Linked DNA regions of Sus scrofa: region 1 is linked to region 2. Evidence: chromatin contacts called from public HiChIP or PLAC-seq data. All regions are on one chromosome and are shown on one strand. The core of a region is the stretch at or near the end of the contact, and the rest is flanking DNA. Distances in the headings are between cores, read along the strand shown. Region 1 overlaps ELF4 (ETS-related transcription factor Elf-4). Region 2 has its middle 7.0 kb from the start of SASH3.

Evidence for each region. HiChIP or PLAC-seq counts read pairs in DNA pulled down with a chosen protein or histone mark.
Region 1: a contact with region 2 is called in an H3K27ac HiChIP or PLAC-seq map of alveolar macrophages. The contact joins two enhancer-like sites. A contact is called at or near these places in 1 of 5 promoter capture datasets (fetal skeletal muscle) and 1 of 2 datasets of contacts at active chromatin or transcription factors (alveolar macrophages).

What each region holds. Positions count from the first base shown.
Region 1 is chrX:106,636,093-106,641,082 of Sscrofa11.1, reverse strand. The region is part of intron 1 of ELF4 (ETS-related transcription factor Elf-4); the gene reads left to right. Among named protein-coding and RNA genes, the nearest start is that of ELF4, 23 kb to the left of the region's middle. Within about 2 kb of position 2,607, at least 29 of the 83 cell types and tissues checked have an H3K27ac peak or open chromatin away from gene starts, as enhancers often do. A contact at or near this core is called in alveolar macrophages, where this site is marked.
Region 2 is chrX:106,364,190-106,369,552 of Sscrofa11.1, reverse strand. No RefSeq gene overlaps it. Among named protein-coding and RNA genes, the nearest start is that of SASH3, 7.0 kb to the left of the region's middle. Within about 2 kb of position 2,707, at least 18 of the 83 cell types and tissues checked have an H3K27ac peak or open chromatin away from gene starts, as enhancers often do. A contact at or near this core is called in alveolar macrophages, where this site is marked.

The DNA of each region.
Region 1 (4,990 bases), core at 1,358-3,857, 270 kb before region 2:
CCAAGCAGGGAGCCTCTACATTGGTTTCTAGGACACATGCTGGCAGGGGCCTCGACAAAGAACACTGTCCCTTCAATAAAAGTTATCTGACTTAATATCCTGTTGGTGCCCAGTCACAGATTGCCCCAGCTTCTAAAAACCCCACTAATGAATCTAATTAGTTTCTGGTCAGTGTGTCTGTTCCCTCCCGGCTCCACTCCCCCGTGGAAACAGGCAGGCCTTCCTGGGATGGGGTGGGGGCAGGGGCGGTGCCATCCGAAGCATCTTTCATTCAGCACGTGCAGCTTTCTGCCACAGTGTCCAGAATGTCAGCCTCACCCAGCCAGGCCTGCTTCTCAGGCCTCTGAAGGCCTGTCGAGGCCCCTTCTGTGTGCGCATGTCTAGCAAAATGACTCTCTGGGCTCTGTTTTCCACCATTAATCTTGGGTTTTTAAGATAATCCCAACTTCAAAATGTCCAAGCTGAGCTCATCTTCTTGCCCTATTTCCCACCCCAATCATTCTCTATCTTGTACCATTCTTTCAGCAAGAACAGGCTGACATCTTGGCGTCTCTCCAACTACTGTGTGACCCCGTACTCTGTCATTTTATTCCTTCAGGGTGGCTCTAGGAGTCGCCTCCTTGGTTCTAGCTGCCCCACCTGGTCCCCTCCCATCTCCTTCATGTGAACACGCAGACCAAACTCATCTTCCTAAAGAACTGCGTGCTTTATGCCCCTCCCTTGCTCAAGAAGCAACAGTAACTCCCGGTTGCTTCCATATGAGGTTCAAAATCCGACACCTGGTCTCTGAGCTTATCCCCCTGATCTCCCTGCCCCCGAGGGCAGTCCCACCCTCTCCCCATGGTCAAGCTGGTTTCCTCTTCTCTACCGTAAGTTTGATAATTATTGCCTATGTCCCCCCCACCTCCGTTTCGTCGCACCACCTCCATTTCCCTTTCTTCCTGTCCATCTAGTAAAGATATCCTGAATGCTTAATTTGTGACCTCAGCCAAAAAGACACAAATCTGACCAGGAAATCTAAAAACACGCTTGGGACCTAACCAAGAGCTTTCACCTACATTAACTCACTGGCCTTTCACGACAACCCCTTGAGCTAGAGAGGATGTCCCCATTTCACAGAGGAAGAGCCCAAGGCAAAGCTGGATCTTCTCCCTGGGAAGCCCGTGCCCTTTTGGTCTGCAGGACCTTCTGGGGATCTTCTCCCTAGGTTGTAGCTGGCAGCCCACCCCGCTGGGTTCGGTGGCTGCCCTGGACTTGGCTTTGCCTGCTGTCCTGCAGCGTGTTCTCCCCGTCACTGACTTGTTCTTGGCTTCCCAGAAGAGCTTAGTGCCCCACTGCCTCCCCCTGGTCCCTGGAGCCCCAGATGAGGGTGTGGTGGCTACAGGCACCTCCAGGGGGCGCTCTTTTGGCTTTCTCAGGCCAGGGCCCTGGGAGTTAGGGCAGCTGGGGAAATAAGTTCCCTTTGTCATAACCTTTCCCCCACCCCTCATCCCCTACTGGGGCTTCTGTCGTGCTCTTCTTGCCACATAACCACAACCCAAAGGGCCGGGGTGGGGTGGAGGTGGCGAGGCCGGGGACTGGGAGCACTCCTCCAACCACACTGCCTGCCCCTCCCTGCAGGGCCTCCAACCCGGGAGAGGAGCCAGCCCCTTCCAAGGCCACAATTGGAAGCCTGCAGCCCACCCTGTCTATGTTCTGGAACCACGGGGGCGGGGCGCATCTGGGGCTTTAATGGGGTCCCCAGCCCCCACTGCTCTCTGGGAGGTCACCCGGAACCCATCATCTGAATGAGTGCATTTTAATTTTCAAAGCACTTTCCTGCCACCATCTTCGTTCACCCGCGACTCCCTGGTGAGCATCTGCTGGGCCTGGATTCCCCTCGGCCCTCACCCACTTTAAGGGTGACGGAAACCTCAGCCCAGAAGATGGCTGACTTTCTCCGGGGTCACACATCTTGTTGGGATGCAGCCAAGAGAGGGCTTCCCTTCTCCTCCCCACACCCCAGCACCATGGGTGGGCTGATGGGTCTCTTGGAGAAAGAGGAGGGGACATCTCTGTGCCTGTGGCCCGCCACCTCCTGCAGCCCTAACCGCCCCTCCACTGGGCCGGCTCTGCGCCTGGGAAGGTAGAGGCAGGACTGCAGCTAAGAGGTGGCGGGGCGGGGCCACTTGGAGAAGAGCCCTGGGCCTGCCCCACCATCAGAGCCGTGACAGACCTTACGCTGGAATCAGGCAGTGACCGAAGGCCAAGGAAGGAAACTGGGTTTCTTGTAAATAAGCTCAGAGAAACCCCAACCAACAGAGCTTGCAAAACCTTTATTTTTTTCCCTCCCTCTTCCTGATTTTGTCTCAAATGGAGGGGGTAATGGAAAGGCAGGAATAGAGAAGAAGTTGACAAAATAGCTGTGGCCAGGGCCCCTTTGCTAGGCATTTGCTCAGCGAGGGCGGTTCAGTTGGCTGATTGGAGTCCAGCCCTAATTGGGCCAAGGTTGCAGGGGAGTCCCACACTCCCTGCTGGGTTACTTCTGCCCTGTCCAGGGCTGCAGACTGGGTCCCTGAGTCTGGCCCTCTGTCTCTTAAATACGCGCCACTGGTCACATGGTACAGCGTGCAAATGTGCTACTGATGACTATTAGCCGGAGGAGGGGCTGTTTTTAAGTAGAGGGTACAGCTGTTCCTGGGGTAGTTTCCATTTTGTTTGTGGTTGTGGGGGGAGGGGTGTTGAGGGAGTGGGAAATTGCATGAAGGAAATTGTCACTTCCTTTCCAGAGAATTCCAGAAAGGTTTCAGGGAGGACGGAGTATTTCAGGAGTGAGAGCTGGCTCGGAGGGGACGAGGAACTGGAGAACTCTGCTTTGTGGGCCCGGCTGACCATCTGGCCCCCATGTTTGCTGGCGTGTGTGAAAATGCCACGGGTGTGATTAGCGATTGTGTGAGAGCCATTGGCTCAGCTGAACGGGTGTAGATCTAAGCTCGCTCCACGGAGACTGTGGACGTGGCTTTCACGTAGGGGCTGCTTCCTGTAGAGGAGGCCCAAATGGGTGGGTGCTGGATACCGCTTGACGTGTTCCAGTGACAGCCCCAGAAAGGGTCCACGGCTGAAGGGGGCCCAGCTGTGGTGACGCAGGAACAGCCCAAACCACTTCTATTTTGCTATTTGGGTTTTGAAATGCAGTCACAACCACAGAGAAGCAGAGGTGTGCATTTGTAGGCCGGGGGTGTGGGCGCCCTCACTTACTTGCTCCCTCCTGTGGCACGCACACACACACACACACACACACACACACACACACACACACACACACACACACACAGACACGCTCACAGACGGTAGTCAGGGCCATACGCTCTCACAGAGGCTATGCTTTCAGCCCAAGTCAGACAGGCCCTGGGAGCCAGGGGTACTGCAGCGGCCTCAAAGGGAGTGGAGCTCTTGCCACCCTGGGAGTGGACTTTGACTGGAGCCAGCTGCGAGCTCTGCAGTGGTGGGGTGGGGTGGGGGGAAGCCAGCACCACCAGTCACCAAGGCTCCCGGTGCCCGATTCCTTGAGCCCAGCGTCCTCGTGGGCCTCCCCTAGCCCTCCGCTCACCCAGAAGGCTGTGTCCAGGGCTCTAGGCCACTGAATCGGTGTCCCAGGGCGTCTGTCCGGGTGCCAGGGAGGGGAGCCCCTGTGCGGGCCTCTCCAGCCTCCAGCAGGGCGGGCCTTCTGTGCGGGTGGCTTCTTGGGTTTCAGGTTCCTGGGAGAGGGAGGTTATTTTGAGGGACATGGGGGAGAGTGAGTGAACATGCAAATGAGCCTCTCCCCACCTCTCACTTTCAAATCCTCAAACATCTGAAGGGGGAAGGGTGAAACTTTCTGGACTGGAAGGTTCCATGGGGGGGGTTCTTAGCTTTGGCCAAGAGAGTAAGATAGCTAGTCCCCCCACCCCACCCTCCTCTTCATCTTAGCTTCAGGCTCGAGCTCAGCTCAGGCAGAAGGAGAAACTAGGATCAGCCTTGGGTGTTGGGTGTAGCCTCACCACACTCACAATCCCGGGCCGGTGGGGACCTGCACCAACCAGGTCCCGAACCGGGAAACTTAGACATGCTGATACTTAAAGGAGGCAACTGGATTAGCCTTTTCTATTTCAAACCTGTCCTCTGCATGGAAGGCCAAGGGTTCCATTCAAGACGGGGCAGGGCTGCCTCCCCTCTCCCACCGCCCCCTAGCAAGGTGGACCTGGGGACTCGCCCCAAGCACCCATGGGCTACATATATTCTGCCACTGGCGCTCTCTTCCTGGGAAGCAATAGGACTGCGTTTTCGGCGGGGGGGGGGGGGGCGGGAGCTGGCTGGCAGTGGCAGCCCCCTGCCTGCCGAACCCTGGGCCCCGCCCCAGCCCACTTCACCACAGCCAGCCTCTGCCAGCCGGCATTAGCGCGGGTGTGTAGCCAGTGTCAGCTCGGGTTTGTCATTCTCACGAAGGCAGGCCCGAGGAGGAGGAACCGACGACTGAGCTTGTGGCTCTGCTGGCCTGACCAGGGCAGCTCTTTGACACACAAAGGCTCTCACGCACTCGTCCTCACACTTGGAACACAGGGGCACACCCTGCACACTGTATATCTATAGTGTGTTTGCACATCCACAGCGAACTCTCTCCCGAACTCCTACTCCCCATTGTACATGATGAGGCAGAAACACACAGATGTAACACACACATAGACGGCACCAGTTTCTCCTGTAAGCTAGAGCACGTGACACCCACCCAGGGTACACATATATATACTTAGAGCCCAGAAAACACCTCACTAGTACCACCTGATCGGTACCATTCACTCATTCGTTCATTCCTTCCTTCCTTCCTTCATATGTTTGTTCCGCAAGCGTACATCGAGTGTCCGCTACATGCCAAGCACGGTACAAAATGCCAAAGTTTCATGGGTGAGCATCACAATCGCCTGTGCCCTCCCTGAAGCCACAATCTAACGGGGGAGGCAAGGGAGGTGCACAG
Region 2 (5,363 bases), core at 1,458-3,957:
GAGGGCCTTTACAACAAGCCCATGATGCGGGCACTCTTATTAGCCTCATTTTCCAGGGAGGAAGCCAAAGCTCAGAGGGGTTTAACAAACTGTGTAAGATGACACAGCTAGGGAGTGCAGGAGCTGAGTTTTAAACACAGGGTTGGTCTGGGTTCAGGGCCCATGCTATTAACCACGAGGCTCAAGTGCCTCTGATACAGAGTTCCTGAATGAGGAGGTGAGAGAATTGACCCCCTTCTTTGGCTGGGGTGCACAGGGCCACCTTGAAGCAGAGGGGAGTGAAGAGGATGGGGAGACATCTGGAAGCGGCACCATATATACAACAGCTGGAGAGTTCGGGTTGATTCAGTGGGGCGACCTATGGGGAGCCTTTGTCAGCTTGGGGGGCTGGTACTCACCGCCTGTAATATCTGGCTCAGAGGGCTGCAAGTTGACTTTAAACAGTTGCCATGTAGGGAGGGGAAGGGCATGTATTCTGGGTGGCCAGAAGTGATGGAGAACAGATCCATGGGAGATTTGGGTTCGTTCCAAGGAAGACATTTAAAATTTTTTTTTTTTTTTTTTTTTGCGTTTTTTAGAACCACACCTGCGGAATATGGAGGTTCCCAGGCTAGGGGTCAAATTGGACCTACAGCTACTGACCTACGCCACAGCCACAGCAACTCGAGATCTGAACCAGGTCTTCGATCTACACCACAGCTCATGGCAATGCCAGATCCTTAACCCACTGAGCGAGGCCAGGGATGTAACCTTCCTCCTCATGGATCCTAGTCGGGTTCGTTAACCACTGAGTCACGAAGGAGCTCCTAAAAAATTTCTTTATTATGGTTGATTTACATTGTTCTGTCCATTTCTGCTGTACAGCAAAGTGACCTAGTCATATTTTTTTCCTCATATTATCTTTCATCATGTTCCATCATAAGTGATTGGACATAGTTCCCTGTGCTCTAGAGCAGGACCATATTGCCTATCCATTCTTTTTTTTTTTTTTTTTTTTTTTTTTTTTGTCTTTTTGCCATTTTTTGGGCTGCTCCTGCGGCATAGGGAGGTTCCCAGGCTAGGGGTCCAATCGGAGCTGTAGCCGCCAGCCTATGCCAGAGCCACAGCAACTCGAGATCCGAGCTGTGTCTGCGACCTACACCACAGCTCATGGCAACGCCAGATCCTTAACCCATTGGCAAGGCCAGGGATCGAACCCGAAACCTCATGGTTCGTAGTCGGATTCGTTAACCACTGAGCCACAACAGGAACTCCCCATTCTTAGTGTAAGGCTTTGCATCTATTACCCCAAACTCCCAGTCCATCCTATTCCCTCCTCCTCCCCTTGGCAAGCACAAATCTGCTGTCCATGTCTGCAAGTCTGTTTCTGTTCTGCAGATAGGTTCATTTGTGCCACATTTTATTTTATTTTATTTAGGGCTGCACCCGCGGCATATGGAAGTTCCCAGGCTAGGGGTCCAATCGGAGCTGCAGCTGCCGGCCTATACCACAGCCACAGCAATGCAGGATCCGAGCCACCTCTGTGACCTACACTGCAGCTCATGACAATGCCGGATCCTTAACCCACTGAGTGAGGCCAGGAATTGATCCTCATGGATGCTAGTCAGGTTCGTTACTGCTGAGCCACGATGGGAACACCTGTGCCATATTTTAGATTCCACATATAAGTGATATCATATGGTATTTGTCTTTCTCTTTCTGACTTACTTCATTTAGTATGAGAATCTCTAGTTCCCTCCATGTTGCTGCAAATAGCAGTATTTTGTTCTTTTTTTATGGCCGAGTAGTATTCCATTGTGTGTGTGTGTGTGTGTGTGTGTGTGTGTGTATATATATGTGTGTGTGTGTGTGTGTGTGTGTGTGTATACCACCTCTTCTTAATCCATTCATCTGTTATTGGACATTTAGGTTGTTTCTGTGTCTTGGCTATTGTGAATAGTGCAAGGAAGACATTTTTGATATTCAGATGGTACTAGCTCAGCCCTGGTAAGCAGGGATCTTCCTGTTTCTAGAAATGTTCAAACAGAGACCACATAGTCCCTTGAAAACACCCGGGCATTTCCAAGGTGAAGTCCACCTTGGTAGCCTGACCCATTACCAGATTTCCTGGTGGTCATTTTAGGCAAGGGTTGGGGGGTGAGGAGAGCAAAAGTGCACCTGGGAGAAGAGCAGAGGAGAGCAAGGGGCCAGGGCAGGAAGCACCCATTCCCACGCACGCAGACGTACACACGGAGCCTGTAGCTCTGGGAACCCTGGGGAGCCTCTGGCAGCAGGGGCTGGTGGGAGGTGACAAGGTCTTGGTTTAAAAACAAAACAAAACAAAACAACACCTGCAGACAGCTGTGGCAGTTACCCTCAGAAGAGGAGGCTGGGCTTTGGTGCTCAGATAAAAACACACCCAGGACTCACCGGAAGGCCTTTCTATGGAAGACTGGGAGGGACCAGGCTGCTTTCCCAGGACTCTGTCTCAAGGTTACAAGGACGAAGGTCGCTGAGCCATCCTCGGGGACAGCTGTCTAGGTCTCTAGGGGAGAGGAGGAGCAGGAGAACATCTCCCAGACATGGAGTCAGATAGAACTGGACTCATAATGCCACCCATCACCTACTGGCTGCATGACCTTGAGCAATGAGCTCTAGTGCCAGCAGTGACAATGATAATGTGGGCCTTGTTTAGGGGTGGCACGGTAGGGAGGACTGTGATGTTTGTGCATGTTTGCCTGTGGGTGTTAAGTGTAACCAGCGTTACCCAGATGACACGCAGAGAGAGAGGGCGCGTGCCCTTGGCCTGGCGCCCAGCTCCTGGAAAGTTTGGTTCACTCCAGATTCCACCCGGTGTTTCTCCTCTTGCCTCGGCACCTGCTTCTACATCTCCTCTGGGTGCCAGCTGAATCTCTGCTGCCTGATTCAGTGGCCTATACCCTGTGTGTCCCCTCCACCTTGTGGAGAGCAGGGTCCCTCAGCCCAAGCTATTCTCGGACACAGGGGGTGCAACAAGCAGGAGGGCCTGGGACTGCTTGGCCCGCTGGGAAGGAAATTAGCTTTTTAGCCTCATAGCCTTACTGAGGACCACTGGGGCTTTCTTAACCACGCATCCTACCTCACTCAAGAGCTGCTTGCTCAGTTCCTGTTTCACAAAGAAACAAGGAAGTGAGGAGATGGGCCGGTCTCAGGGCAAGTGTGGGCTGGGCGGGGCCAGGGCTAGGGAGCTCCGCCCACTCCCAGCTGAGGGAAGCTTGGACCGAGATGGACAGAGAGGAGGAAGCAGTCGCTATTGAATCTTTCATATGTCTGTTTTTTTGGCACCAAGAGTGGCCAACCACTGATTTGAGGAAGTGCCCAGTGAGTTGGTAAAACTCACTGCTGACGTGGTTTAGCTGGGTCAAGAGTAGCCAGCCCCGCCCCTTCTGTTCCAGCCCAGGAACCGTTGGAACAACTGGCGGGCAAATGAGAGAAGACTGAGTGATCATATTGAAAACGAACCATTTCGACTCTTCATGTACATGCGCAGGTCTGGCTTTCCCACTCCTTAAAGGATTTACAGTGTCAAAAATGTAGCTCTGGAGTTCCCCTCGTGGCTCAGCGGTTCACGAATCCGACTAGGAACCATGAGGTGGTGGGTTCCATCCCTGGCCTTGCTCTGTGGGTTAAAGATCCGGCGTTGCTGTGAGCTGTGGTGTAGGTCGAAGATGTGGCTCAGATCTGGTGTTGCTGTGGCTGTGGTGTAGGCTGGCAGCAACAGCTCCAATTAAACCCCTAGCCTGGGAACCTCCCTATGCCATGGGTGCAGCCCTAAAAAGACAAAAAAAAAAAAAAAAAAGAAAAAAAGGGAGTTCCCGTCGTGGCGCAGTGGTTAACGAATCCGACTAGGAACCATGAGGTTTCGGGTTCGGTCCCTGCCCTTGCTCAGTGGGTTGAGGATCTGGTGTTGCTGTGAGCTGTGGTGTAGGTCGCAGACGCGGCTCAGATCCCGAGTTGCTGTGGCTGTGGTGTAGGCTGGCGGCTACAGCTCCGATTGGACCCCTAGCCTGGGAACCTCCATATGCCGCGGGAGCAGCCCAAGAAATAGCAAAAAAAAAAAAAAAAAAAAAAAAAAAAAAAAAAAGTAGCTCTGTCCCATCATCACCACTGCTGTCACAGCAGTGTGACCTCCAGCAGGTCTCCTGGGGCCTCAAATTTGCTCATGAGCGCCAGTGAGGGAGTGACAGAGGGGTGCCAGCCTGGAGCAAGTCAGGATGCTGGGGGTTTCATGCCCACTCTGGCCCCCAAAGGGCAGTGTGACCGTGGGCAAGTGCCTTCCTTTTTCTGGGCCGCTGCTGCAGTTTCCCCGTCTGGACACTGAAGGGATTGAACCTGCTTTCTGTTTGCTTATTCGGTCATGGAGCTCCCTGTCAGGACTGGCTATGGAATTTGTGGGGCCCATCGCAAAACAAAAGTTTGGGACACCTTGTTAAAAGAAATTCTTCAAGATTTCAAGACAATGTCAGCAGAGCAGCACATCAAGTAGTGGCTCCCTTCTCGGTTTTTTTTTTTTTCTTTCTTGTCTTTTTAGGGCCACACCCAAGGCTTATGGAGGTTCCCAGGCTAAGGGTTGAATCTGAGCTACAGCTACCAGCCGACGCCACAGCCACAACAATGCCAGATCTGAGCCGCATCTGCGACCTATACCACAGCTTACGGTAACGCCAGATCCTTAACCCACTGAGCGAGCGCCAGGGATCAAACCTGCATCCTCATGGATGCTAGTCAGATTCGTTTCCACGGAGCTATCACGGGAACTCCCAAGAGCGGGGCCCTTCTAAACACAAGGCCTTGAGCAACTGTACAGGTCAATCATCCAGACGGTGACTCTGTAATTATTTCCAATACAATTTTATGGGAAGCCCATACAGCTGTTTGTTTGTTTGTTTTAAGTGAATTACAGTTGATCGACAACATTGTGTGGGTTTCTGCCTTGTGGCATTTCTGAGGAGCCTCAGGCTTTGGGGAGCATAGCTAGAAAAATACAAATCAGATACTTGCTCAAAACCTGTCAAATTTTGACAATTTATACGTAAAATTTGGGTCCCAAAACTTTTCCTTGTCTCCCTCCAAAGGTAGGCAGATATTTTCATGTCTTGTCTGTGTGGCTTCCTGGCTTACAGAGCGCTATCACATCCGGATCTTACAGGCCTCTCACCAGAACCTCATGAGAAAGGCGGTCCAGGTAGTTTACACATGAAGACCAGAGAGGTGCAGTGACTTGACCGAAGCCACACAGCTGGCACAAGAATCCTAGAACCCTAACTCCTAGGAAAAGGGAGTTTTCCACATGGCTTGATCCACAGTAGCAATCAGCAGGCAAGGAGGTCTTTGGTAAGCTCTAT